Linked DNA regions of Mus musculus: all the other regions are linked to region 1. A link is a contact called in public HiChIP or PLAC-seq data. All regions are on one chromosome and are shown on one strand. Each heading gives the region's core, a stretch centred on a gene start, on an enhancer-like site or on the middle of the called end of the contact. The rest is flanking DNA. Distances are from core to core; before and after follow the strand shown.

Region 1 (5,076 bases), core at 1,112-3,611:
CATGGCATGTACACACACACACATACTCTAAAAATAAATGTAGTGACCTAAAATTATGGAGTAGCGACCATGCCCCCTCACTGGGGACATGTGCTCTGTGCCTTGCCTAAGGTGGTCAGCAGTCTGTGGTGCTCTAAATCCAGGTCATCCAGCGTATCACATCCTCATCATTAGCAATGCACTCAGACAAGCCAATCGCATGTCTGTAATCCCAGCACTCAAGAAGCCGAGGCAAGAGGATTGACAAGAGTTAGAAACCAGACCAAGCTACTTAGCAACACCCTTTCTCAACAGCACTAAAAGCAATACCCAAGCAAACAAACAACCCTGAGACCCAGTGCTGCTGGCTCCACCCCATACCTGTGTGCTAGCCCAGCCTAGGCACCCACACACCTTGACAAATTCCTCTGTCCCCTTCTGGCGGAAGGTCCACTCCGTGAAGGTTTCGGCGGTGGTCTCACTACGACGCTTACAGGAGATGCACAGGATTTTGAAGGTCATCCCATACACAGCCTCGGTATCGGAATCCACCTCCACGCAGCCCCCCCAGGCTGAGGATACTGCGGACACAGTGGACTCCGGTTATCGAGGCGCCTGCCACCCGAGGCAACACCGGGCTTGCTGCCCCACGGAAACCATCTGTTTCCTCTCCACCCTTATTACCAACAGTGGATGCCAAACCTGTCCCTGCTTCTCACTCCCTGTGTGACCTTGACGAGTCACCCATCTCCTGAGAGCCTCAGTTTTCCACCTGCCTTTCCCCTAGCCTGTTAGGTGGAAGAATCTGTCATCTTTATTCCCAGTAGTTGCTAAGTAGAATACACACACTGGAGGCCCTGGGAAAGAGGATGTCACTGTGGTGAGTAACTCCACTGAAGTGCCCAGGTCCTCAAAAAGCCAACAGCCTTCTAAGTGGTGGCTCTAGCATTAAATGTCACTCCCACCATGAAAGAGGTCTGCAGAGCCAGTCGTGGGTTGAGAGATAGGAAGGTTGGGTGAGGGGGTTCACTCTAGCTCTGTTTCTTTCTTCCCCTAGCTTCTGTGTTGGAATCCATCCCCTCCCGATCTTCACCATCTTGCCCTGTCCCCTCTTCCGCAGACTCACTTCCTCGCTTCAAGACCTTCACCCCAAGTTAAAAGTTCTTTGCTTCACCACTGGGTTAGAGGCCTCTGGTCCCTCTTTCACCCACTTACCTGCCACCTCTTGTGTCCCACCACACACTAACTGTATAAGTCATGTCACCAACTTTAGCTCTGGGTCTTTTCCTTGTCTCCCCAACCCCCAACCTCCTGATCTCTTAGTCTTCAAGGCTTCTGGTTCACCTTCCCGTTTGCTCCAGTCTCCCCCATGTTTATTCCTCCTAAAGGTCTCTGAAGATCCCAGCAGGGCTGTATTCCGTCGTTTTCCCACCACTGTATGTCTCGCCATTACTATTACTGTTGTTGTTTTAAACTCCATCTGGCAGGCATTCTGTTCCTGGGACTGCCTCTCTATCTCCATCCCTTCCTGGTCTCTCCAGATCTTTCTGCTGCTCTCAAGTTTCTCTGTTCCTGGCTCCGGTTCCTAACTCTCTCCCTCCAATGTCCCTGTCTGCCCCAGTCTGTCTCTCAGTTTACCTCCACGTCCAGGGCATGCCCGGAGTCCTCACTCGGTATCCATGCCTCCCGGTTCGTTTCGGGCCCCAGTCCCAGGCGCTGCCTTCCCCCACCCCTCACGCGGCTGTGGGTGTCACATTGCAGCCTGCGGGGCTCTGCAAGCAGCTGACTCCGCGTCTCCTCGCCCCCGGCCCGGCGCCCGCGGCGGCACCTCTGTACCAAGTGTCCCTCCACACCCCCCCGAGAAACCCTTGCATCTCCACGATCCTTCTGTGCCGTCCAGGGTCCCGCGACCCCAACGACCTCGCACCCCGCACAACTTCCCAGGCCGGGACTTGGCGCGGCTCCGGCCACTTGGGCGGGGGGCGTCCCGAGCGCCGACGGCGCGTGTCCCCCAGCAACACTCACCCAGCGCCGCGCCCACCACGAGAGCCAGCAGCGTCCCCATGGCCGCGCAAGGCGGTGGGTGCGCAGAGCGCGGCGACAGGCGATGGGCCCCGGCGGCGACTGGCCCGGGCGCGGGCGCGGCAGCTGCTGCTGGGGGGGCGCGCCCCCCCGCTCCGGTTACCGCCGGGGGCCCAGCCCCGGGGCTCGGAGAGCAGGCATCCCCGCCGCGCGGCGGGAGGCTCGGGATGCTGCGTGCGCGCGCGCCACAGGGCGCATCCAGGCTGCGGCGACCCCTGCCTGGCTCCGGACGTTGCTCGCGCTCGGGCTCCCGGCGCTGGGGTGCGGACCGCGGGCTCCTGCGCACTGCAGCGGCGGCCCGGGAGGGAGGAGGGAGACGGAGGAGGGAGGAGGGAGCGGGAGGGGGCGGGATGAATCACCGCGGGGGGAGGGCGCGGCCGCCCAGCCTTTGCCGCAGCGGCCCGGGAGGCGCCCGGGCACCGGCCTCTCCGGTGGCTTCGTGGCTTCTGCACACCCGTTGCATGGTCTAGGTCATTCCGGCTTCACCAGACTCTCTGGGGGTGTCGGAACCCTTTCCTCTTCCTCTTCTGAGAAAGGTCATCTCTAGACACCCAAGAGGACTTGGAGGACAGTTTGAGGGACCAATTTCCGTCTTCCTAATTATAGAGGTTAACCTTATCCAGTTCTTGGGGAGATAAGGCTGAGACATCCCAGAGACCTACTTATGACACCTGAGATCCCTCGGACTGGAGATCTCAGGACCTAAGAGGGCATGGCGGAGTGAAAGGGTCAAGCTAGGTATACATAGAAACCTGTAGACCTTATCCAAGCCAAAAGGGTACCTTGGCATCCCACAGCTCTGGGGGTCGGAGGTGCGGGATTTCAAAGGGGCCATTCCCGCGATCCCCCGCTGCTACTCTGACGTCATCTTCTCAGCTCTCCTCCCACTCCATCGTCCACCGTTCCTCCACCCCCAGCACACCAGCTCATCACTGCTTCAGGGCTTTTGCCCTACTTCCATTCTGCCTGGACACCCCCCACCCCGACCCCGCCTACTATCCCCAGGTGATGGAAGGGCTGATTGTGCTGAAGCCCAGGGCTCCAATGTCACCTTCACAGTATTTTCTGTGCCCATTTTGAGTAATCTGCCTTTCTCCACACTGACTACATCATCTTGGCTCTTATTTACTTTGTCAGAACAGCTGTCAGTACCTAACATTATGGGGGTTTGTTTTGGTTTTTATTATATTTTACTTACTCTGTATGTGTGAGACCATACACCAATTCCGAGGCATACATATGAAGGTCAGAGGGCAACTTGGGGGGGGGGGAGTGAGTCCTATATGTTTAACTTTGGAGACAGGATCTCACTATGTAGACCATGCTGACTTCTAACTGGTGGTCTCCTGCTTCAGTATGTACCACCACACCACGTTCGTATTCTTTTATATGATTTGTCTGTTTGTTGTGTGTACCTCACCCCCTGGGTGAGGGCACTGACCTGTGTCCCAAACAGGTCCCTAGCACCTTAACTTCTGCTAGGATCGTTAAAGGGCCACCAGGACCAAGGTGGGAGAGAGACTCTTGGCAGGGGTTGGCTGGCCCTGTCCTAGCTTCCAGTTCAGCATGAAATAAAGCCCCAGTGAAGCCCCAGTGTGGGGCAGGTCCAGGACCTAGCGGCCAGGAGCCAGGGACACCAGACACCTTTGTGGTCTGGGCTTTTGCGCCAGCACCTCCTAAGCCAAGCCGCGAAATTCCTTGTGCAGAAAATAACCCTTTCCCAGCTCCTGTGGCTCTGGTGGGGGCTGGGAGGAGGAGGTGCAGAGAGGACAGACCTTAGCAATGGACACAGGGGCACCTCTTCACAGCCCTACAAGAGGAGCCCTGCTGTGGTAGAGGCAGAGCAGCCTTTTACTCTGATGAACTGATTTCTTCTTACTCCAAGGTGCTGTCCTTCTGCCCCGTTGGCAGGTATGAGGAGCGAGCTGCAGCACGGGTGGCAGCCTAATCACACAGCTGTGGTGGCGGGAGGGCAGGGTTTGCCCTTTGCTTGCTCCTGCTTCCACCCAATCCTCCCACTCCACAACTTGGCATGTGCCCTTCCAAAGGTCCTTCTACCCAGACAGACCTCTCTCAGCCCAGGGTTTGGAGGAGGGCGTGGTTGGGATCTACTAGTACCACAGATGGTTGGCGGGGAGGCACCTGGTTTGGGGAGGGATGGCATCCTGTGTATAAATGTGAACATCAGGGGCTAGAAAGATGGTTCAGTGGTTAAGAGCATTTGCTGCTCTTGCAGAGGACCCAGGTTCGGTTTCCAGCACTCACAGGGTGGTTCCCAACCACTCAAAGAGCTTCAGTTCTAGGGGGATCCAGTTCTGAGGACATGGTCCACAAACACCCATGCAGGCAAAATACTCATCCATACACACAAAGAATAAATAATAAATCTAAAACAAAAAGTTAAATCTGGAGATGTCAGGGGGAGAGGAATTATGCTTCAGTGGTGGCCGTGAGGGTGTTAAGATTTTGTCACAAAGCCTGGCTTGGTGGCACACGCCTTTAATCCCTGCATTAGGGAGGCAGAGGCAGGCAGTTCTCTAATTTGAAGGCCAGCTTGGGAAGTGAGTTCTAGGACAGCCAGGACTACACAGAGACCCTGTCTTGTATCCCCCCCTCCCCCCAAAAAAGATTTTGTCCCACAATGAAATGTACAGCTTGGTCCCCATTTGATGGTCCCTATATGAGTCTATTTTTCCAATTCTTTTGTGGTAAATAGTTGACTTACTCTTTGCCAAGCCTTGTTAGGAGCCACGTAAATGCTGAGCCTGGTGATGCAGGCCTGATATCCCAGCTCCTCATGGGGCTGAGGTGGGAGCAGGGCAAGGTAAGGCCCTACTAGGGCTTTACTGGGTAAGTTTAAGGCCAGCAGGCCGTTTAGTGAGAACCTATCTCACAACAGAAAAGATTTAGAGACCTAATTATTAAATCTGGCTAAAGGCAGCCCATACCCTGGGGAGGTAGAGGCTGTTGATCCCTGTGCGTGCAAGGCATGCCTGCTCAACATAGTGAGTTCCA
Region 2 (5,076 bases), core at 1,533-4,032, 800 kb before region 1:
ACAGATGGATGTAGGCTGGGCAGTTGCTAGCTCAGGACTGAGACAGTCACTCTCCTTCCTAGAATAATTTCCCCCGCCTTGGTAGTTTTACACATAGTCCCTGCTAATTTTGAACCTTCTGCCTCAACCTCCAGAGGGCCGGGATTACAGGTGTGTGTCATCAGGCCTAGCTAATATTTCTCTTTTGTGTTGCTTGAAATGAAACCCAGGACCTGGAGCATGCCAGACAAATGGTCCACCATTGATCCAAATCTCTAGTCCAAATTCCCAGGGTTGACAACCTGATCTCCTCAAATCTAAGGTGTGAGGGAAGAGGTGGGAACGGACAGACACAAGAGCAAGGCCCTGTGCTAGCCCGATGTTCATTGAACACAGCCCCTCCTTCCTGAGCTGTTCCCAAGCTGCACATAGAATGTACATCTCCTGAATAGCCACACCCCGTGACAAAGCCACACAGGAGCGAGTGACTAAGGGCAAGTCCTCCCTGACTTAATGGAGTTTGTGTGATAACTGAGAAATTCAGGACTCCTGGCACAACTAAATCCTAAATGATGTATTCGTTTCTGCCCCCATCCATTTTGTCTTTGTCCATTTCCTAGTGGCCAGACTGTCGTTATCAATTTACCAGCCAATAAGATAGCTCTCCCTTTAAACTTCCAGACCTAAGTCCCAAGGATTCCCCTGGCTTAGGCCACGAGTTCCACCTTCAGGAGGAGCCATAGTCAGGTCTGCTGGAATCATGGAGGCTAACCATTGGGAAGGGAGTGTGTCTGCAAAGTAAACTGGAATGGCTACTGGAAATGCAAAAATGGGGACTGAAGAGGCCTGGGGGGCAGTAGCTTCTAGAAGAGCCCACATAAGTTAGTGCAAACCTGGAGCTAAGGGGTGTGTCAGGGAATCTCTCATTATGGTCTGTCTTCCTAAATACATCTATCTATGCATTTATCTTTCTATCAATGTGTGTGTGCACAGGCAGATGGACATCAGACAAATTGCTGTTAGTTCTCATCTTCTCCTGTGCGGTCCCTAGGATTTGAGCTCAGCTAGTCAGACTTGTCACCAAGTTCCTTTATCCGCTGAACCATCTCTCTGGCCCTTTTTCCCTCCTTTTCTTTCTTCTTTTTTTGTTTGAGACAAGGTCACTCTATGTAGCTCAGGCCCCTGGAGCCAGGAAGAGACGGAGGCTGGGGTATGTAAAGGGCACAGGTTCAGTAGGTCTTCTGTAGTTACTTCCATAACTCTGGAGTTGAGATGGCACCATGATTAACAGGGTCACCTCGGGGCTGCAGGTGAATCCTTGTGGTTATTGCACTTGCTTGGCAAGCACAAGGCCACAAACAGAACAAACAACAAACATATGTTGTGGTAGAACATGCCTGTGATCTGGAGGAGAAGGGAGGAGTTGCAGGCCATTATCCCTTACATGACCAGTTTGAGGCCTGCCTGGGTTAAGTGAGTCCATGTCTTAAAAAGAACAAAAACTAAAGCAACCAGGATCACCTTGCTAAATAAAACTGAAGCTGAGAGATGAGCAGAGAGCTAGCCTCCTGTGATGGGGTTACGCAAGTGAGGTCAAAGTCTTATGTAAAAAGTGTCACAGAATCTTTTTCTGTCACACACCAAGCCTTAGCTGGGTCCCCTTTGCTCCCACCTGCCTCTTCAACCTTGGCATGGCCGTACATGCCTATAATCTCAGAGTTTAGAAGGCTGAGTCTGAAGGAGGTGAATGCTGAGACCAGCCTAGGCTATATTATATAACAAGACTCTGTCTCAAAAGAAAAAGCAAAGACCCCTAATAAAAGAATCAACAAGATTGTTAAGACAACAAGGAAGTGAGCACACCTCACTTTTATTTCCTTTATGCAAGAATCCTGAGGACTAACAGGAGTAGGGACTAGGGATTCTCCAAGAGTCTCAGGCTCATCAGCTGAGATGAGCTAGTGTAATCTCCCTCATGAACCCGGTTCTTCACAACGAGTCAGACTGCCAAGTTTCTCACGGTTCATCAGGGTATTCTATTAAACGAGCGCGGCAAAAAGTCTGTCTTCTCCACGTTAAAAACAGCAAGGGGCGGGGAGTGAGGAGGTGGGTGTGTTCTTAAGAAGTCAAGAGAGCTGTCTGTCAAGAGGTGCCACGGCCCCGATGGGAGGAGAAAGTGCGCCTGTGCTCTCTCTTTGACTTTGGGTTGGTGTATCACAGCATGTCTTATGCAGTCCGCCAGTGCCACAGAATGCCCGGAACCTCCTTGGTGAGGGAGTGTCTGATCTCTCACTATGCATCGGGAAAATTCGGTTATCTCTCAAGACATCTCAGCTTCCATTTAGATGAGTTCACGATCCTCCCCAAACTGTCAGAAGGAACCTTCCTCTAGGTCTGTCTGTCACCGTCCATCGGATCGCGTCTCCCGCGCCCCTGTATCTTCACAAGAATTCTTTGGGGCACCACCATCATCCAGCCTGGTCCCCGGGGCTGTCGCGTCGCCGGGCTCTTCAGCCGGACCCCGCGGGCGCACGAAGGTACCCATGGCCGTGGCGTGGCCCGAACGCAGCAGCTGTAGCTGGCGCCGACCCCGGCGATACAGATACTCGATACGCAGCACGTCGGTTCGCGGAAGGCTGGCGTGCTGCCGGAACTCGGCCCGCACCCGCGCCTCGGCGCCCGGCGTCCCGCGCCCGGCGCGCAGCAGCTCGCGGTACAGGCTCAGAACTTGCCTCTGCAACCGGCTGGGCCGGCTCATGACCGCGGCGTCGCGGTGAGGCCCCACACTGGCCGGAAGGACCGCCCCGACACACAGTGCTGAGAAGCTAACGGGCAGGGCTACTGGCACGTCTGCCAGAAGTCCCGCCTCCTGCTCACCGGCGCTGCCGCATCTGATTGGCCAGTACTGCAGTACATCTTGGCTGGCTCTGGAAGTGGGCGGAGTCTCTGGTGCTCCGGGCCACTCTAAAGAGTAGTTTTTGAGTGCCTTACAGTCCTGGATATTTCTGAACTTGAGTGGAAGCATGGGGAAGGGCCTAAGCGGTTAGACTCTGGAAAGAGTGTAGGAGGAGATAGTTCTGAGCCCTCGGAAGATTGAGAGCGAAGGGATCGAACCCGGGGCTCACCAGAAGGCAGAGGGATATTGGGAAGGGATGAGCAGTTTTTAAAAAGATCTTTACTATTTTGGGGGCTGGAACGTGCATAAACTGACGACATGACCGCTCCGTGGTACGGCCAAGCGAAAACTTTTTGTTTGTTTGTAGATATGAGAGAGAGGACAGCCAGAGGCATCTAGAAGAGTCCAAAATAGAGAGGAAGTAGACTGCATAGCCAGGGCTGTCTGCGAGAGGGGAGAGAATATTGTTGAAGTTAAGGATTAGCCACACAAACCACTGGGAGACACCAATGTCAGTAGGGTATCGGAACGGTTTACTGAACACACATATCAACACTGATTAATCAGGGATGCACACCCTAGCCAGTTTTCAGGGCCAGTTTTTATATGGGAAAACCCACGAACAGGTGCATTTGGCTATCTAGACAAAGCCGTACTGTATGACCTTTAAGCTGATTGGCTGGGTCTAGAGGCAGGAAGTCTAGGGAATTTCCATAGGTCTCGAGGCTCCATACAGCAACATGATGTTATAGTCAAAGAACATTAGGTCAGACTAAGGTCATGAGCTACAAAATGAAGGTTGAGGCAGTATAGCAGAACTATTGTCAGGTTTAAAACGTAATAGCAGGAGATAGTGAACAGAGAAAACAGAAGGAGGAGAGAGTGTAGAGAGAACAGTGTGAATATCAGGATAGTGGGAATGAGTAAGTATCTGGGGGAGGGAAGCTAGTGAGCTGGAGGGAATTTAGGGGATTGGAGTTTTAGTCAATGTTCAGTAAACAACTTAAATGAATCTGTCTCATCTTTCTTATCTATGTCTTAATAATAATCTGTTTTACCTGGTGGTGCAGACATTTAATCCCAACACCTGGGAGGCAGAGGCAGACATCTCTGAGTTCAAGGCTAGCCTGGTCTACAGAGTGAGTTCAAGGACAGCCAGGAAAACCCTGTCTTGAAACACAAAACAAAACAACCCCTCCCCCAAACTCCCAAACCCCGTCTTATTATTTTTCCATCTAAGTTGTTTGCTGAACTCTTACTTTATGCCAGGAACAACTCTACATACTTTAATGTTTAATTGTTTGTTTTCTATGATTTATGCTGTACAGGGCCAGAGATGTATCTTCCATTCCAGAGTGCTTGCTTGCTTAGCATTTATGAAACCCTGGGTTTGATCCGACATTGAATAAAACCAGCTTGTGGTGCTGTACCTGTTATTCCAGTCTGGATACATAGCCATACTCTTCCCTCAAAACAAAAACAGCAAAAAGATTCTGAAGTGGTCAGTGCTGTCAACTGTATGATGGCCACACCAGTGCAGATATGTCTTCTTTCAGCTTGCTCCTCTTACTGAATCCTCTTGATTCTCAGGCTCCCTCTGGGTTTTAAACTTCCGTTCATTTCCTATCAAGTGGCTCTTTACCTCTAAGACAACTTCATCTAACAGGCTTGTTTTATTTTCCTGTGGCCTCGAGAGTCACAAAACTTGAAACACATACTGTCCCCCCTGTCCCTGCTCTCCCTAAGACTTTCTGACCTGGAACCCCTCCATCTGCCTTTGGGGAACTAGTCTTGCTCTCAGTTTGTGGGGCTTTCCTAAGTGACATACTTTCTCTCTGCTTCCAGATGTGGACTGATGTCCCAAGACCTGTCCCATCAGCCAGCTAATGTGATTGGTTTAGAGATAGGAAAATAGCTTTGGGACAATGAGGATCAGCCCTGAGACTTTTGCTCAAACTGAGACAGAAATGCTGGCTCCCCACCAGGACTGCCAAACTGTAGGAACTTGGAATGGTGGCTGCACCTGTGCCCCGCAGACACAACAGGGGTCTGTGAATCAAGCTGTCGCTATCTTCAAATCTCCACCTCCCATCCCCCCCAGAATGAGGATGTTTAGCTGTGCACCTGACTGCTATGTTAAAGATGTACCCTCCATCTCCTTTGTAGTCAGATGATAAAGCTCTACAAAGTGTTGATGTGTG
Region 3 (5,076 bases), core at 1,109-3,608, 570 kb before region 1:
ACAATCCCTGCAGGGAGAGACATGGTGTCAGGAGGCTTTAATAAACAGCTGCTCAACGCTGCCCCCCAAGGTGGAAGTGACGTAGTTCAGGAACAGAGCATTTGCCTAGCATGGGCAAAAGCCCTGGGGTTCTATCGCTAGCTCTAAAAACAAACAAAAATTAACATCCTGGGGATTATTGGTACTCCTTGGGCCTTGTATCCCACCAATACCCTCCTCTAAGGTGTTAGCCACTTATACAACAGGTATCTTTGTCTATGCAAGATGGTTAGGACTCAGCAGAGAGAAAAGCTACCTAACCCAAACTCTCAGGTCTAAATCCCATCAAAGTCCCTTACTTGTTGTGCGTATCCAAGGGGGTTTTCCCAGCTTCTTCATCCAGGCGTTCCCTGGGAACAAAAAAAACACTACTGGCTTAGGGTACCAAGGACCCAGAGTGTGATGCTATTAATTAGTCTTCCCATGAAACATCCCATGGGGCACTTTTCACCCTAGGCAGCCCCTCCAGCCTCCCATCCACATCCCCCCTCCAACAATCAGAGTCAGTCCAAACAGCTCCCACCCTGTGGTTCCCCAGGCTGGACCAGGTTCCAACCTGTCCATGTGACTCTTCTCCAGCAGACACTGAAGAACGGCATCCAGCTGGTTCCGGGCTTTGGCCATCTCCATCTCTGAGGGTAGAAGGTAGGAATCAGCTCTGTGTGCGCCTCCCACATTCGCCGTGGGAGGCGATCCTACGTCCTGTCTGGTCCAGTTACTTGGAAAGCAGCTTTAGTGCCACTCAGTGGAGAGACCAACTAAAGACAGAACCAGGGTGACAGAGCCTTAGGCGGGGCCAAGGGCACAGCTGCTACCACTGCTCTTTCTCTCCAACACCTACTCAGGAATCTAGGATCTGGACACCTTCCATGGACAGCCCTTAGGGTATTCCCACTGAGGTCTCCTCGAAACCCACTCCACTCCCTGGATTCTCCCATGAGGCGTGACTAGCTGGCCCACAGGCTCCTGACTCGCTGTGGGCACTCCTTTCCCAGCCCCAGTCTCAGCTCACTTGGCTTGTGGGAGTCTGTCAATATATCCCCTCCCTACCTCGCCTTTTCCTCCCACCCAGCGCCTAGCCTCTGTCATCTTTTCTGATCCACCTCCTTTTATAATGCAGACAAAAGAACCTTCCTAAAAGAAAGCCAAGCCTACTGGGCATAATAGCATATGTCTGCTATCCCAGCACTCTGGAGGCTGAGGTAGGAGGATCAAGAGTTTCAAGGTCAGCCTCAGCAATGAAAGATCCTCTCTCAAACAATAAGCAAAAGAAAGAAAAAATACAAAGACAGACAGACAACACAACGTGGCTTTGATCTTCTCCAGCACAGAACCCTCAAGGAGTCTTCAATCCTGACTCCAGAAAATGGGGTCTGTACTCAGTCTGGCGTTTCCAAACCCACCCTTGTCCTACCTGCATAGTTGTAGTGAGGCTCCCTCCACTATATATATTTCTCTCCTCCCACCCCCAGTTCTTCACTATATAGCCTTGGGTTGGCATGTTGTTTGCTAAGTAGGTCAAACTGGCCTTGACTTCAGAGATCCGTTTGTCTCTGTTCTCCATGCCCTGGGAATAAAGGCAGCTGCCAACACGAACAGCCCTCTCTCCACTCACTGCATCTCTGAGGATGTCCACTCAAGCTTTGTTGTTGTTGTTTGTTTGTTTTTTTGCACTTTGGGGTGTACCTTTACCAACTCACTCCTTCTTCAAAAACCTCCCTAGACTACCCACTTCCCTCAAAGGAAAAGTCGAAAGTCCCTTCCCAGAACCCACAGATCTGTCCTCCTCCCCTCCCATCTCTCTGCCTCCGTTTCCTCACGGCTGCAGTCGCCCTAGCTGCTCTGCTGCCCGCTTCCTTCCTACACCCTGCCACTCCTCCCACCTTGTCTATTTATCACCCTACACCCTAGCGTTATTGGAATGCACAGCCAGTGAGGATTGATTCAGGGACACTCCACAATTGATGACTCATGCCCACTGTCAGAAATGGGGAAAGTGAGGTAGAAAAAGAAAAGGACCCTTTTTAGAGGATCCTGTCATATGGGCTGCAGAGAGATGTCGCGTACTCCGCTTTTTCACTATTAACATATCTCTCCTGGATCCCCAGTCCTCACCTGATTTCTCCACTTTCACCTTTACCGGGAACATGATTTGGGTGCAGGTCTAATGCGCTGGATCAGAAAAACTTGGAGGAGGTGTGGTTCAAAAGCTAGGCGGAAGGCGGGCAGGGAAAGGTCAAAGGTAAGTCTGGGCACCACTGGTCCTCGGGCCTGAGCACTGTCCAGCCGCGACTGCCTTGGCGGCCACTTCCCTTCTTCCCCTTCTGTAGGCGGGACCCTTTGGCAACTGCTTTTTCCCACTAGTTGATGAAAACGTCAATTTCATTTGCTGGCCAATTGACAGCCTGTACTATTGGCTCCCAGCCTTAGGCTCCACCTTCCCGAGGCCCTGTATCCGGAAACAAACCAACGACAAGCCAGGCACCTGGGGGGCGGAGGTGGGGGTTGTGATTCAAACTTCCGAGGCTCAAGACGGAGGTAATGCGCCTGCGCCGCAAGGAGCACTATGGGAAGCAAAGACTCAGACATCCCAAGGCTTTTCGGGATTTGTAGTGTTATATTTTAGTATTGCCACTAAACCTATTTCCAGCTCCTAAGTAACTATCATAGTCACTGACATCCTTCACAGGAAGATCATTCTGGAGACGGACTGGATCCTTTCTGACAGAGAGCTCGCTAGGTGTATTTCTCAGCTAACTCTCTTTCATTTAAATACTAAAAGCGCTGGGTACTCATCCACATAGTGAGGACGCTTTAACGAGCAAAACAGGCAAAAATCCTTGCTGAGAATGTGTCTTATCGTGTAGAGGATAGACGATAGTCAATAAACAAGCCAAAAATTCTAAGTGAAATGTAATGGGAACACACAAATATGTAAAAATACTCAATAGGGAACATCAAAGTGGGGACTGAGACTTTATCATTATTTATTTATTGCCTCACTCTGGCTCAGTCTAGCCTGAAGCTCATTATGTATGTGACCCAAGCTGTCTCTGAACTCCCGGAAGGCCTCCTGCCTCAGCCTCCCCAGTGTGTGATTAACACAACAACCTGTTGGGTATATGCTTTTCTTAACTTATTGGGGGGTGGGGCACACCTGTAGCAGTCAGATCACTTACAGGATTTGAGGATCAAACGCAGGTCATGACTGGCAGCAAGTGTCCCTACCATTGAGTTATCTCACTAGACTCTTTGCTGAAATTATGTTGACACAGGGTATCACTACAAACCCCAGCTGGCCTGGAAGTCACAGAAATCCACCATGCCTCTGCTTCCCAAGTGCTGTGGTTTCAGACATAAGCCACCAAAATCATGAAATATTTATTTATTTATTTTTGAGACAGGGTTTCTCTGTGTAGCCCTGGCTGTCCTGGAACTCACTTTGTAGACCAGGCTGGCCTCGAACTCAGAAATCTGCCTGCCTCTGCCTCCCAAGTGCTGGGATAAAAGACGTGCACCACCACTGACTGGCCATGAAATTTTAAATGAGAAGATCAAGATGCCAGAGAAAGGGCTTGCTCACTTGTTGAGCGCAGTAGTTAAGGGGATTCACATGGTGTCTAACAACCATGTATAATTGCAGTTCTAGAGGATGCTGATGTCCTCTTCTGGTTCCCATGGGCACTACATAAAAGTACACACACACACACACACAAAACTAAATCAAGAATAAAGAATAGGCTGGGTGGTGGCGGCGCACGCCTTTAATCCCAGCACTCGGGAGGCAGAGGCAGGTGGATTTCTGAGTTCGAGGCCAGCCTGGTCTACAGAGTGAGTTCCAGGATGGCGAGGGCTACACAGAGAAACCCTGTCTCGAAAAACCAAAAAAAAAAAAAAAAAAACAAACAAAACAACAACAACAAGAATAAAGAATAGGAAAGTCAAGGAAGCTGTCCTAAGGAAGCTCCTGGATAAGACACCTCCCTTAGAGGGAGAAATGTGAATTCTTCCTTGGCAGAGACTACCAAAGCCTAGAACAAGAAAGTGATTTTCTTGCTTGGTTTGTCAGGCTAGGAATGTTAACAGAGTGCACTGCCAGTAAACTACTGCTCCAGTTCAGAAAGTTGTGTTTTTAAATCCACAACTACCCGGCTGGAGAGGTGGCTCAGCGGGTAAGAGCACTGACTGCTCTTCTACGGGTCCTGAGTTCAAATCCCAGCCACCACATGGTGGCTGACACCCAGATGCCCTCTTCTGGAGTCTCTGAAGAGAGCACTGGTGTCCTCATATACATAAAGTAAATAAATCTTAAATTCACAACTACTAGTGCAAGATAGGGGCCCCTCAAAGTGGGAGCGTCATTTCTTTCCGAAGTAGGAAAGTTCTTATTTCAGAAAGGTACGAACAGTAGTTAATAAATAAAAATTCATACACTGGGTAAAAGCACAAAGCCTAACATGTAACACATTCAGTAAGTGCCTTTGAGTGTTAGCAATCATTTTATCCTTCTGGCTCCGAAAGATCCCAAGAACTCAATATTTAAAGTTAGGGTCCTTTATTGGGGCAGATGGGAAATGAGAAACAGATGTCTTCAGGGTCTGAGGGAAAGCCTAGAGCAGAGAAGCCTTCATCCTGGGAGAAAGAACAGATCAGCAGCTTATGAAGTTGTTAGGGAGTGCCCAGGGGAATGGTGAAGGAGAGGTAGTCCCCAAGAGCGCCCCAGCGGGGCCGGTAGATCTGGAAGATGGTGATCCAGGTGGCGAGAATGATCACCCAGAAGAGGAAGCCCACAGCTGAGCGCCAAACATCTAGAGTGAAGAACAAGGGTGAGAGAGTTGGCCTCCAGCTGCTCTGGGGGGAGCTGGACCCACCCAGGACAGCCCGTTCATCTCTGACACAGATCTCCTAGAGTTCTGGAGCCTCCATCATCCCTTCCAAACCACCCAACCACCCACTGTCTTTTTTTTTTTTTTTTTTGCTGGTGCCCTAGAACTCACAGCCTTTGATTTGGCTCTGCTCTGTGTAGGCTGGGGCGAG

The links. HiChIP or PLAC-seq counts read pairs in DNA pulled down with a chosen protein or histone mark.
Region 2: a FOXA1 HiChIP or PLAC-seq map of pancreatic cancer cells shows a contact between it and region 1. The contact joins the promoter of Sdhaf1 here to the promoter of Scn1b in region 1. A contact is called at or near these places in 2 of 115 datasets of contacts at active chromatin or transcription factors (microglia and pancreatic cancer cells) and 1 of 9 other capture datasets (liver).
Region 3: an H3K27ac HiChIP or PLAC-seq map of microglia shows a contact between it and region 1, with 4 times the contacts expected there. The contact joins the promoter of Lin37 here to the promoter of Scn1b in region 1. A contact is called at or near these places in 1 of 115 datasets of contacts at active chromatin or transcription factors (microglia) and 1 of 9 other capture datasets (adipose tissue).

Annotation. Positions count from the first base shown.
Region 1 is chr7:31,124,662-31,129,737 of GRCm38.p6, forward strand. Scn1b (sodium channel, voltage-gated, type I, beta) reads right to left here and starts at 2,362. Exons shown (of 6, transcript NM_011322.3): 1 at 2,005-2,362; 2 at 394-560. The coding sequence starts at 2,044.
Region 2 is chr7:30,319,593-30,324,668 of GRCm38.p6, forward strand. Sdhaf1 (succinate dehydrogenase complex assembly factor 1) reads right to left here and starts at 2,783. Exons shown (of 1, transcript NM_001033140.3): 1 at 1,817-2,783. The coding sequence starts at 2,737. The coding sequence ends at 2,381.
Region 3 is chr7:30,557,288-30,562,363 of GRCm38.p6, forward strand. Lin37 (lin-37 homolog (C. elegans)) reads right to left here and starts at 2,359. Exons shown (of 9, transcript NM_029377.2): 1 at 2,155-2,359; 2 at 596-671; 3 at 339-389; 4 at 1-7. The coding sequence starts at 2,188. It overlaps Psenen (presenilin enhancer gamma secretase subunit), which reads right to left. Exons shown (of 4, transcript NM_025498.3): 3 at 5,037-5,076; 4 at 4,578-4,847. The coding sequence ends at 4,708.